Linked DNA regions of Mus musculus: regions 1 and 2 are each linked to region 3. The links are chromatin contacts, called in public HiChIP or PLAC-seq and promoter capture Hi-C maps. All regions are on one chromosome and are shown on one strand. The core of a region is the stretch at or near the end of the contact, and the rest is flanking DNA. Distances in the headings are between cores, read along the strand shown. Region 1 overlaps Phip (pleckstrin homology domain interacting protein). Region 2 holds the start of Bckdhb (branched chain ketoacid dehydrogenase E1, beta polypeptide). Region 3 holds the start of Lca5 (Leber congenital amaurosis 5 (human)).

Region 1 (4,118 bases), core at 319-2,818, 480 kb before region 3:
CAAAATCATTTAATAATCATGAAGAGAGGTAATGGGGAACAGAGATGGAAATACTCCTGACTTTCCTCCTTACTTTACGTATGTGAGTAAAAGGACTAGGATACTCAAGAGCGACCAGGAACTCCTCACATGTGCAGATTTGTTGTTTAGTTGTTCTACTTAAAACCAACAGATTTAGTAAATACTGTAAAAGATTAATATTAACTAAAAAAGAGAAGCAAAGCAGCTGAAATTTCAGACAGGAAGTAATGATAATCCCAAGAATTACACAAAAAGCTTCATAAGTCAAGGACATATCAAAGAATAAAAGGAAATTAAAGATAGTGACTATCATTAAAAGGGTATTTATTTCCCCTTTTCTTTCCTGGGAATCAATCTGCTGCTTCAACTAAAATACTAGTGTAACAATACCTTTAATTTTTAAGTACTGGTAAAAAGCTTAGTTATTTTAATTAAAATTCTTTAAATGTTATAACTTTTTGTTGGTGCTAACAGATCACACCTAGGTCCTCACATGTCTACCTTTACAACTTTAGGTAACTTTTTTCTATGTCAAACATGTCAGTCACTTAACTTTAAGCCAACTAATATTTATAGAGCATTATGATACAAGTGTAGTCAACTGGATGTTAACAGATTAAAAAAAGAAGACACGGTATTTATCCTCATGGAGACTGAGTCTAGCAAGGAAGACAGGAAATAAAAACTTACTTACAACAATGGTAAATATTATCAAATAAAGAAAATTTTGGAACATATAGCAAAGGTTCCAAACATATGGGGCAGTAGTTTAAGTAATTTTTCTAGAAATCAAAAAACTAAAAAATAACCAAAACAAAAAACAAAAAAAACAAAAAAAAGTTGTCAGGAGGGGAATATAATCCCAGGTTGAGAGAACAGCATGTGCAATGTCCTGGGGCCATAAAAGAGCATTAAAAATGTAGAACCAGGAGATGGGTCAGAGGGTATGGGATTTGCCATGAAGCCAAATACTCTAAGATCAATCCCCAGGACCCACAACGTGGAGAACACCAACTTCTACAACTTGTCCTCGAACCTCCATACAAATAAGTAGCATGCATACACATGCAAAGTACAAAGTAAACACAATAGAAAACCTAACAAGTCAGTCTGAAACACAGTGAGAGCCTATCTCAATAAAAATGAAAGAGAAAAAAAAAAAGAAAAAACTCCAAACACGCAAAATATAAAACAACAATTGTCAGGAAAGAAAAATTATGATGTGACAGATACATTTTAATTGAATTCCAGTGAAACCATGGTTTGAGGTCTTTACAGAGAAAGGGATGAAATAATGTTAAGATTTGCTTTAAGAAAATTTACTGTAGCTTTCTTGCATGGCTGCAATGGTAATGAAACTGGCAATGATCTAACTAAAAGCAAAGCTACTTTAGAGAAATAAATCCCACTACTCCAACACTAAACTTGAGGTTAGGAAGTTAGGAACTATGGCTTAGCTGGTGGAATTCGTGTGCTTTCTGCACAGCACTGAGTTGGAGCCGGAGCACAAGATAAACCAGGTGTACACGCCTACAATCTCAGCTCCCAAGAGGTAGAGGGAAGAGTCACAGCTCAAAGTCAGCCTTGGCTACAAGTGGAATGTACAGGTTGTTCCTGTAAGTTTCTTTCAGAAAACTGAGTATCTGATTTCAAATTCAAGTCCTTAACTTGAAAGAATACACTCCCCATTATTTCCACAGTTTCTATACTAAGACAAAGTAATCCAAAGATTACTATACTCAAATAATAGGCACCGCGTGTACATGAATGCGTAAGTAATTGAACAGAGGCGAGAGGGTGATGTGTAATAGTGACATGAATTGAATGCAGAAGCTGCAAATCATCACCAGAGAACGCACTGACTCTGTTACCACTCACCTACAATTTGGTTTCTCCGTGGATAGAAGAGGCCTCTTACAGAGCCGCTATGGAATGCAAAGGACACCACTTGTTCTACAAACTCAAAGCTAGTTTATACTACACTTATTTATATTGGCTGTCCCTAAGCAATCAAAACATTGTATGTTATAAAAGTTATTTTGTGGGAGATTATTTTATTTCACTGAGTGACATGTGAGGAGCTGAACAAATTACTACTATCTCATAAAATATACTCAGCCTGACTATGAACTTCCTCATTTCCAAAAAAATTCCCAGGAAATGTTCAAATATTAAATTCAACGGATCCTTAAAGAAATTCAAAAAGTCTAAGATCTTATGAAAAGATGACAAAAAGGATTTTTCTAACTTATAAAGATGAAAACCCACCATGAACCTCACTAATCACTGTGGGAAAGCAGCCGTGAGAACTGAGGGGAGCCTGAGTGCATCGTAACGAGTACTAAATCACTTGCCAGATGGGGATGGGAGAATCTGTCATCATATCTATAACTTATAAGTAAAGATGATCAATTATTTACTTAAAAAATGAAAACTCTAAAAGCACTGGATTCCCTATGAAAATGGGTATTTAAAAAAAAAAAAATGTACCCCTTTGTCTTGTCACCTGGAACCTGAAATGGAAATCTAAACAATGGAACTTTTCTATAACGCAAACACATCTTGCGAGTCTGACAGCTAACTTCCTGCTTTATAAGGAAAAGAAAAGAAATAACCATGAAGGGTCAATGTCCCTTTGCACTTACAGAAGATAGAAAAGTGAAAATTTTTTAACATTAACATTGTGCCAAATGAAAGTATATTTAAAGAAAAATAAATTTAGAAACAACAGGCAATACAAAAAGAAAATAGTTGAGTGTGAAATGACTAAACACAAGCTGTAAACCATTATGTGAAAACTATAACAAGAGAAAAACACAAGGAAGTGAACTGTGGAAGGAAAGCAGCTAACAAGAAAGCAGGCCGGCATGACCATGCTTCCATGAGGAGAACTAAGCACGGAATGCAGAGGGACAGAGTGTGAGCAGAAGGGAAGAAAGGAAAAACAATGAACACAGAACACTCAAGGACAAAGTGACGAATATGAAAAAGCAGTACATATAATCAAAATGGAATTCTTTTTAATGTTAGATTAATACCAAAATTGTGTTGAATCTCACCAAGAAGATAAATAAAATATGATCAACTATGATTATGATCATACAAATACCAGGATATTACCACAGAAAGAAAAAAATGTAAACAGACAAGAGAGTAACAAACTACATCAAAAAGTCCTGCATTTGTTTAACTGAAGTTCTACAGAGGAAAAGTAACGAAGCAGACATTATTTTAAAATACTGAGCACTTTTCACCTCCAATAAAGGCGGTGAAGGAGGCCAGTGCACATGAGGGAAGAGGCTCAGACTAACATGATGACCTCTAATGCCACGTGTTGATATACTGGTCAAGAAGTAAGTCTCTAACATGGAAGGATTTACCTTTGTGTACTTCTTTGTGAAGAGCAAAGGTAAAGCCATAGAAATTAATATTACAGTGTTAGACAATATCCTGGAAGGGAGAAAGGCAAGCGACAAGATCAACAAGTTCAGCCCTGAAGATGCTCTATTAATTCAAAGACACAATGTTCTACTAAGAAGTGTTAGGCTGTGTCTATAAAGCAACTCAAGAGGAAAACTTATTTGTAAGTTTGTTCTCTTTGAAATTTTAAAATACGCCACTCTATTAAAAGAAAAACTAGTTGTTTGCTAACTAACATTACAGCTAAATTAAATTATGACACCAATTAACTCAACATGTAACTTTTAGTAAGGGAATTTCAGGAAAACTGAAACATTAGTGACATCATCAGTCTTCATAACATAATTTACAGCTGTACATTATGGTTTTATTATTAAAACTATTTACCTAAGAAAAGCTGAGAGGTTTCCATCTTTGAATGTTGATATATATAATATGTACAGATAAAGTTCTCTAACAGCACAGTAATTAAAAACATTATTTTCAAGAATTCTTTACCCAGAGGACATCACAACATAGTAAATTCAACTCACCAATGCTAGGTGGGCTACCGTAGTTAACTGGAGACTCTGGCGGCCTCCCACAGTGCAGTGCAGCCAGGGCAGATCCTTTCCATACCACATGCTTGCAGCCTATTAAAACATACACTTCATGAATACAAAAATAACACACACAAA
Region 2 (4,171 bases), core at 1,553-4,052, 480 kb after region 3:
TTCTAAGTTACTTGAGAAGATATCAAGAGGTATGACTCATAGATTATGTTGTAAGAGCAATGTAATTTTGTAAGAAACTACCAAACTGTCTTTCAATGTGACTTTGCTACTTTGCTTTTTTAATGAGCCATATCTCTGTCTTAGTTTGGTTTCTATTGCTGTAACAAAATACCATCACCAAAGGCATCTTGTGGAAAAAAGGCTTTACTTTAGTGTATAGCTTGTATCCCATCATCCAGGGAAACCAGGATGAGGACTCAAGACAGGAACTGAAGCAGAAGCCATGGAGGAATGCTACTTACTGGCTTGCTCCTCCTGGCTTTCTTAGCCTGCCTTCTTATACCGAGCAGGATCACTTGCCCAAGGGTAGCACAGCCCACACTGTTTTGTGCCCAGTCACACCGATCATTAATCAAGAAAATAACCCACAGACTAGTGTATAATCTAATTTAACAGAAACATTTTCTCAGTTGAAGTCCTCTCTTCCCACATAACCCTGCTTGCTTGTGTCAAATTTACAAAAAAGTCTAACCAGGACAAGCAATTCTCTGCCCATCAAAGTTTTCTTTTTCTTACACTTTGTGTGTGTGTGGTGTGTGTGTGTGTGTGTGTGTGTGTGTGTGTGTGTATACGTACGATGACATCTTGTGGAGGTCATAGGGCAACTTTCAGGAGTTATTTCTTGTCTAACATGTCATCTTTAGGTATTAAACCCACGTTATCAGGATTAGCAGCAAGCTCCTTTACCCTCTCAGCCATACCCTAGTCCTTTCAACTCAGTTTTCATTGACTAACTTGTCTTTTTAAAACCTTGAGTTTAAAGAGTGCATATGTATAAAACAATAAATCCTGTTACAAACCCATTATTAACTGCCAAATGTCTCCAAGTTTCTTCGTTCTGAAGGCCACATTTGCATACTTCCTAGCCACCCCGGAGCAACATTTTACTCTTCTGTATGGCACGCTAGCTTGAAGGTAGTGATATTCCTCTGGATCCATCTGCAAAGAAAGTGTTACTTTTTTACATATAGTCACTGAATCAAAAGAGGGACGAATCTCAGCAGAAGTAGACTGAAGTGAAGTTCTGTGAGAGAAAACGAACCAAGAATCATTCTGAAGAAAGAAGAGCAACTGTGATGTCCATTGGCTCCATCTTCACAGGCTCTCCGTGTCCCCAGGGATTAGTCAGAAACCCAAGTGGAAATGGCTCAAACAAAGAAGATAGCCCATTTGCAGCATATTAAGGTGTCATGAGGAACCCAGCCATCAGAAATTCCAAATGTAGTCAGTTTCATCTTTTTTTGGGATTATCAAATTACTGAAAACTTCCAATTTTTGCACTTCCCAGAGGCATTTAAAGATAGCCTGACTCCCTGAAAAGAGAGTTTCCCAAACGAAGTTCAATGCAGCTGGGGATGGGGGCAGGCAGAGGCTCTCAGCATAGGAACAAGACATTTCTTTCCTTGCCCTGGAAGACACTTCATTCTTTCACGACAATGAGCCTTTGCACCCACCTCACCTGTTGTGGAAGACTATGGTTCTCTGTGCTCTGCTTTGGCAACCTCTAATCCTCTGGGTGCAGGTCAGCCTTACCTCTGGAAGCATTTTGACCTTCAAGAGCTTGTTTCTCTTCATGCTGTTCTAAGTCTCTTACCACATTTGAATGCCACTGTCTAAGCTGTCTCCTTTGTGTGCATTTCTGAATACGTAGAATTCCATTTCTACTCTTACCCCGTGCTTCTTAGCTAAACCTAACATCTGTTAAGAGGTCACAAATACTACAGGAGGAATGTTTCTTCCTGGCTCCTTCCTCTCTGTTCTCTCAGTCTGTCATAATACTTTCTCCATTCTGGAATCCTTCCTCGAGATCTAGACATACTTTCTTGCCTCTGTTGTATTCTATTTTGATGGCTATCTTCCAACTCATGGCTAAGGAAGATAAATAAATACACACACACATATCATATATATGATATATATGCGATATCATATTTGATATGTATGTGATATATATGATATATATAAAACACTTAAATATTTTAAGATAAAATTTATAAAGTTGATTATTTTGACTTTAAATCAGTCATTCAACTTGCTTTTTTTTTTTTTTTTGGTTTTTTGAGACAGGGTTTCTCTGTGTAGCCCTGGCTGTCCTGGAACTCACTCTGTAGACCAGCCTGCCTCTGCCTCCCAAGTGCTGGGATTAAAGGCGTGCACCACCACCGCCCGGCAACTTGCATATTTCTAAGTTACACAGAGTAAGACCATTAGGTGATTTTTGCTGCACCTCGACTTTAAATTCCTAGTGGATTTGAAGGCCGAAATCTCTACTTACTATTTTTTGATATGATCTAAATCAGGATAAGCAAAATCAATTTTAAAGATTTAAATATATTTACTATTTCAAAATAAGAGTGAAGGCCTTTCCCGAATTCTAGATTTTTTCGGAAACTCGAAACCAACGCCTGTCTTTGCAATGACCATATTGCACTTACAGACTATGAGAAACACAGCCTAAAACGAAAACGCTACTGAAAAATGCACCGCAAAAATGACACTGCGAAAGAACACAGGCAGTCGCGTTGTGACACCCCAAGTCCTGCAGCTGATTTTGGGGTGGGACCCAGGGACCACATCTCAGGCTGCAGGGGCCTTGGTATGGCTTCCGTCTGGGCGGGCCGCCAGGTCATAGCGTCTCCATCCCCGCCCCCGAACTTCCGTCTCCGATTGGTCTCTTTCACGGACCCGCCCCTCGAGGCTGCCCAATGAGGAAGCCTGCGTCTTAGCTCCTCCCTCCCTGCCGGCAGCGTGGGCTGCGGTGCCTGAGAACTGGGGATGGCGGCGGTGGCTGCGCGCGCGGGTGGGCTGCTGTGGCTCCGGGCTGCGGGAGCAGAGCGGCGGCGGTGCGGACTGCGCTGCGCTGCGCTGGTGCAAGGCTTCCTGCAACCCGGGGGCGAGGACACGGCCCAGAAGCGGCGGGTGGCCCACTTCACTTTCCATCCGGACCCAGAGTCCCTGCAGTATGGTGAGATTTGGGGATCTTGCTGCATCCCGGCTCTATCCTTGCCTTGCCCTAGACTCTAGACTCTACTCTAGAGCCTCCTTGGTTCGGGTCAGTTTGCGTTCCTGTTACTCGTCCTTGGTGATTCTTCCCTTCAGATGCAGCCCCTGGAACTTCAAGATAGGTGAGAGGGCACTCTGCCTTCTGCTAGGGCCTGAGGGTGTAGAGGAGTTGTCCAAAGAGCGCTCCCCCGCCCCCTTCCCCTGAGTTCTATCCATGCTTTCCCCATATCAGGTCTTAGGTGTTAGCTTGTCCTAGACTGAGTCACTAACTTGAGGCAACTGTCTGTAAAACACTTGCCTTTTAATTTTCATTTGAAAATGTAAACCTAGGGAGTAAATACTAGAATTTGATTTTCTCAAGGTCACGAGACAGGTTCTGCCTAAAGATGGGAAAGAATCCAGACTTCTATTTCAGCCTCATACAGAGCTCCTGCTGGGCCCCGCTGTCACCTGGCCAAGCAGTATTCCATAGAGATGGTGGAGAAGAGCGAACAGAAGGGAATGGGGCAGGCTCCTGTCCTGCCACCTTTGCCTCACTCTGACTGTTTCTCCTGTAAGTTTTATGCAGTCGCCCTCCATCCTAGGTCTAACTGCAGAGCACCAGGAGAAAGTAAGGAAAACCTACACTGTTTTTTTTTTTTTTTTTGTCTAATAACTTGGGGCTGGCAGTTTTTGGAAGCCCATCTTTACTTGTGAACAATAATGGAATATTTAACCGAAAGCTTGCTATTGGTGAAATTTACATTCCTCATCTCATTTAGTTCATAGGACAAGATTTAATTTCATGTGAGGTAGGTCATGTTTTCATGTTTGCTTTGCAGTTAGATAAACGGAAGCCTTGAAGCAGATTATTCAACAGTACACAGGACATAAGTTCATGAGACATAGCGCCAATGGTCAGAATCTAGTAAGCAGGATTCCAGACTTGCCACTCCACGGAAGGCAATAAAGAGGCCTTTAGAAATAATTTCAATGACGGGGTTTCCCAGTTTTGTGAAATAGTAGGACTAGAAAGATGAACAGCAGTTCGTTTTTCCCTCTCAGCCTTCAGTACTGTTTTCACAGCAAAGAAACTTTGGCCTGGTAATGGAGAAATAGAGCAGAGGTC
Region 3 (4,467 bases), core at 142-2,641:
CCATTTAAATGACTTTTTAAATTTACTTACTTATATTTGATTATTTGTGTGCTTGTTTAGTTAGTAAGTTAGTTATGTGAGTGTTTTGTTGAACGCCTGTCTGTGTGCCATGGATACAGTTCCTGGTACCTAGAAGGGCCAGAAGACAGCGTAGGATTCCCTGGAACTGGAGTTACAGACAGTTGTGGGCTGCCATGTGGCTGCTGGGAATCAAACCTAGGGCCTGTGGGAGAGTAGTTAGTACTCTTAACGGTTGAATCAGCTCTCAAGCCCTAAGTTATGACTGTTGATCCCAAAGACATCTATCTAATCCTGAACGCACGGTTGAGCATCCATGTGTATGTGGTCAAGCCTACTCTGCTTGGGCCAAGAGTTAAGACCCTCAAACTTCGGGATTGAGATGTGCAGGCAGGAGCTGGTCCAGGACAGGAAACACGCGCACACACACACACACACACACACACACACAATTAATCAATCCTAAAAGAAAATTTACTTTCATAAAACCTTCCTCCACACCCCGCCCCCACCCCACTTACCCAAATATAGGTACAAATACCTCCGTAAAATTAATCCTCACAATGTGTCTACCATTCACTGCACTTCTCTGGAGGAAAAATACAGCCCCTAGCAACTTGTTACCAACCAAAAGATACCATTACGTATCAAGCCCATGAAGTGACTAAGAATTTACATTCAGGTGAACTGGTCACACAGGGAAACACTGTTCCCTTATTCAGCTAGCGCGAAACAAAAGGCATGTGCATCCACCCCAACTCAGTTCTGCCAACAGGTAGGTTTTGCTAACTACTTTCATTCGTTCCATTCCATCCCTCAATGATGTATAAAAATAATCCACAGCCTGGACCAAAGTGTCTCTCCCCTTTAACGACAGTGTTAACAATAATATCCTAGACTGTTCCAGAGTCTCTGAAAGGCTCCGCGCGCCCTCCTTTCCCATCCCGATCTACACCAGTCTCCAGGGGTTTCTTTCTGGTAACTTCGTTCTTCTTTGGATCCGTCTGCACATGCTTTCCTTCTGCTTTAGGGGGCTAACAAATCCCAGTCTCTCAACTTTCTCTTCCTTCTCTCCAAAGCATCCGCCGATCAGCCCCGCCTCGCCCCGCCCCATCACGTCCATCCCCCCCCCCCCCCCCCCCCGGCCGCAGACCTCCTCTCTCATCCGAGGCCCGCCCCTCACCCTCCAAGCTGGCACCTCCTGCTCCTGCCTGGATCATCGGCCGATCCCCGAGTCCGACCGACAGCTACGGTCCGAGACCTAGAGTACCCGGACGCTGCAGACTGCGGTTGCGGGGAGTTTGAACTCACTCACTGTAGGGACCACGGCTGCGGGCGGCGGCTCGGCGGCTTCGGCTCCTGGGCAACGGAGCAGAAGCCCAGCTTGCACCGCGGGAGGACCGGCCTCCGCCTCCCCCAGTTCCCATTGGTTACTGGACTCCATACGTTCATTTCTATTGGTTATTGTGGCATCGGAAGGCGGGATGGCGAGGAGAGAGGCATCAACCATTGGTGGGCCGGTGAGGCGGGGAACCGCGACCCGCGAGGACAGTTGCACGGAGCCCAGCACCCAGGACAGACCGAAAGAATGCCAACCCTTCTCATAGAGGGACGCCGGCTCCAGAAAGGGTCTGTGGACAAAACCCTTGGAAACCGGCCCTATTTTTTTCTGAATATTTTGGATTTCGTTATAAAGAAATCAATGTACTTTTCTGGTTCCGCTGAAATTGATGTGTAGGAGGGTGTGGACTTGATATTTTCATGATACTGCTGCCTGGGTTCTGGACTTTCTTGAGATAACACATCTTGAATATGGCTTGCGCATGATTTTTAAGTTCTGAAGGAAATCTGGGGCTAAAGGATAATGAGAACACGTTTGTTCTCGTTATGTTTTCAAAGAATTGTTTTTAAAGGAAATATTCTGAAGTGCATGACAGTGGGCTAAGGGCAGCTAGATGGCTAATTTTTCTTTTAAACTTGACAGTGCACACTAAGCAGTATTAATTGCAGTAGGTAAAGAAGCTATAAAGAAAATCTTTTCCACGGGGGCTCTGACGCTCTCTGAGCTTCTCATCCAGACCGTTTAATAAGACTGTTCAGTTCCCGATTGAAGCCTGCTGTCATTTATACTCCAGAAAATAGATTCAGGGGGTAGTAAGCGGTGAGATCAGGATAGAACCACATGGCTATTAACTTCCAAATCTAGCATCTTTAGAGCATTTCTCTAACAGGGTAATAGCATTACTGGCAAGTCAAAAAAGTATCTAAAATTTTAGAAATCTCCCAAACAAAATACCTAATTGTGTATAACATTTTCAGTGTCCTTATTACACCACACAGTGTTACTCTATCAGAGATAACAATTACTTTATTTGACCTTGAAAAAAAATAACCAAAATAATTTATAGTTCCTCAAAGCCAGTTTTACCAAATTGATGTTTTAAAGATTTGTCCCAAGTGTGATGATAACTTCACCTTTCTACATGGCATGACTTTGATCTGCCATTTTTATTAGGACTTCAGTTTTCTGATTATACCATTTCACTTCACTGTGTACTACACAGGTTACAGCTTTCCAGGAAAAAAGAACTGAAGCTACCAAACCACATTTTAATATTTTTACTAATTGAAACTATTTAACTGCATTAAATATTTAACTGCCGTTTGTAAAGATTGTGTTTGGGGATGAATCCTAATCACAGTTGGGCACTCTGGGTTTGTATTCTAGTCTCACAGGAATTCCTGTTACTACAGTGCTTCAGACTCCCATTGGCCAATGAATGCCCCTCCCCCCCTTTTTTTTCCTGCAGGACTTTGCCATGTTTGATGCTCTATGGCAATGACACACACACACAAAAAAACCATTTCTACATATGTTTAAGAAACTGCAGTTTTTCCTATGAGGGAACTACTATTGCAGAATCAGAAGGACTTGTTAGAACCTTCAAACCATTTACTAGCCAGAGGTAGACATAGTTTTCCTGACATCAGACAATAAAGATATATATATATATATATATACACATATACATATATATATGTGTGTGTATGTATATATATATACGTGCATATAATCTTATAATTACAATAGCAGATCATCCTCAACAAAAGTTCAGTTTTTCATAAGATACCATTCTTTTAAAAAGTTGTGTGTGACAGATATGATCCAAAATGTGTGAGCCTCAGACAGGAATATATCAACTCCTAGCCTTGGCTATACACATAGCAAGATCTTGTCTTAAACAAACAAAAAACAACAGAAAGAAAAAAAAAAACAACCCCCCGCCCCCCGGGCATTGTGCAATGAAACACCTTGTTGATGTTGTTCTTCTACCAGTCAGGGGCAGAGCAGAGGGCAGTCCTTTCTTCATCCCTAGCCTGATGCCTGGCTTAGTAGCCAAAGCTGTTTTATGCCTAGGACACACAAAAATCAAACCAAATCCAGGCAGCACAGCACAGGAGGAGGAAAGCAGACCTGCATTCTGCCATGCCATAAGGTAGGGGCAGGAGAAAGATACCCAGAGACCTGCCCTCCACCCCACAGCATATGTAGGCCATAGACCCACAAAGCCCTGCCTACCACCAAGCTGCACATCGAAAGAGGGGGAAGACAGAAAGAGCCCTGCAATCGCTACGCCATCCACAGACCCCTTCCTGAGAACAGCACAGGCAGACCATAGACACTCACTTGCTGCCCCCGCCATGCAGGGAGATGGAGGCTGTAACCAGGGGCCTGGTGGCCGCACGGCCATCCTACAGTGGGAACAACCACGATGTACAAATATGTTGTGGCCAGAAGCGAGGGAAAGAGAAGTGGAACAGCTTGAGCATTGTGAAGAGAGGTGGGACTGGAGACTCAAGGGTGGAGAGGAGTAGCCTGTTTTGAATGGCCAGTGGCACCTCCTGAGGCCATGGTGAGGTCCCAGCCTGAGCTGCCACTGAAGATCATGCCTGGATCGATGGCTACACAGTTTCAGGGGTCAGTGTTGATGGCTATGGTTCATATCACCACTAGAGAACACGGGGAAGTCCCTGGTGGAGGCAGCCTATGGGGATGACATGGATATCCAAGGGCTGTCTAGAACCAGCCCCACCCCTCACCATTGACTCCAGTGTTTTGGCCAGAGCTGGCTCCACCCCTCACCAGTGGCAGCACCACTTGCTCAGGCATCATAGTGCAGCTGGCCCTGGTGGCAGGGGTGTGGGTGAGCTGCTCCCCTGAGTGTGGGAGAGCTGACTCTGGGAGTTGGGAAAGCAGGGCTGTCCCCTCACCCCTTTATGCTGCCACCAGAGGCAGTGGGAAGAGCTGACCCCAAGAGCAGGCCCTACACCTCACCTGGGCAGTACAGTAGGCTCTCCTAGTTTGAGAGGCTGTGAATGAGCCAGCCCCAAGGATGAGAGCGAGGTAGGGCTTGGCCCCATCATTTGTCTGCCAGGAGGTGGCGTGGG

The links. Promoter capture Hi-C pulls out the DNA fragments that hold promoters and counts their contacts. HiChIP or PLAC-seq counts read pairs in DNA pulled down with a chosen protein or histone mark.
Region 1: a promoter capture Hi-C map of pre-B cells shows a contact between it and region 3. The contact joins the enhancer-like site here to the promoter of Lca5 in region 3. A contact is called at or near these places in 10 of 39 promoter capture datasets (the 3T3-L1 cell line, the C10 cell line, cranial neural crest and 6 more), 3 of 484 Hi-C or Micro-C datasets (Sertoli cells, Th1 cells and regulatory T cells) and 5 of 115 datasets of contacts at active chromatin or transcription factors (cardiomyocytes, embryonic forebrain, embryonic limb bud and 2 more).
Region 2: a FOXA1 HiChIP or PLAC-seq map of pancreatic cancer cells shows a contact between it and region 3. The contact joins the promoter of Bckdhb here to the promoter of Lca5 in region 3. A contact is called at or near these places in 1 of 484 Hi-C or Micro-C datasets (CD4 T cells), 1 of 115 datasets of contacts at active chromatin or transcription factors (pancreatic cancer cells) and 1 of 9 other capture datasets (adipose tissue).

What each region holds. Positions count from the first base shown.
Region 1 is chr9:82,955,538-82,959,655 of GRCm38.p6, forward strand. It overlaps Phip (pleckstrin homology domain interacting protein), which reads right to left. Exons shown (of 40, transcript NM_001081216.1): 6 at 3,975-4,073. Among named protein-coding and RNA genes, the nearest start is that of Gm39382, 8.4 kb to the right of the region's middle. Within about 2 kb of position 1,569, at least 2 of the 459 cell types and tissues checked have an H3K27ac peak or open chromatin away from gene starts, as enhancers often do.
Region 2 is chr9:83,922,335-83,926,505 of GRCm38.p6, forward strand. It overlaps Bckdhb (branched chain ketoacid dehydrogenase E1, beta polypeptide), which reads left to right and starts at 2,803. Exons shown (of 11, transcript NM_001305935.1): 1 at 2,803-3,025. The coding sequence starts at 2,836. It overlaps Gm36278 (a long non-coding RNA gene), which reads right to left and starts at 2,671. Exons shown (of 4, transcript XR_379675.2): 1 at 2,496-2,671; 2 at 1,103-1,207; 3 at 861-999.
Region 3 is chr9:83,439,708-83,444,174 of GRCm38.p6, forward strand. Lca5 (Leber congenital amaurosis 5 (human)) reads right to left here and starts at 1,392. Exons shown (of 8, transcript NM_027448.2): 1 at 1,202-1,392. All of the region lies in intron 1 of Gm2087 (predicted gene 2087), which reads left to right.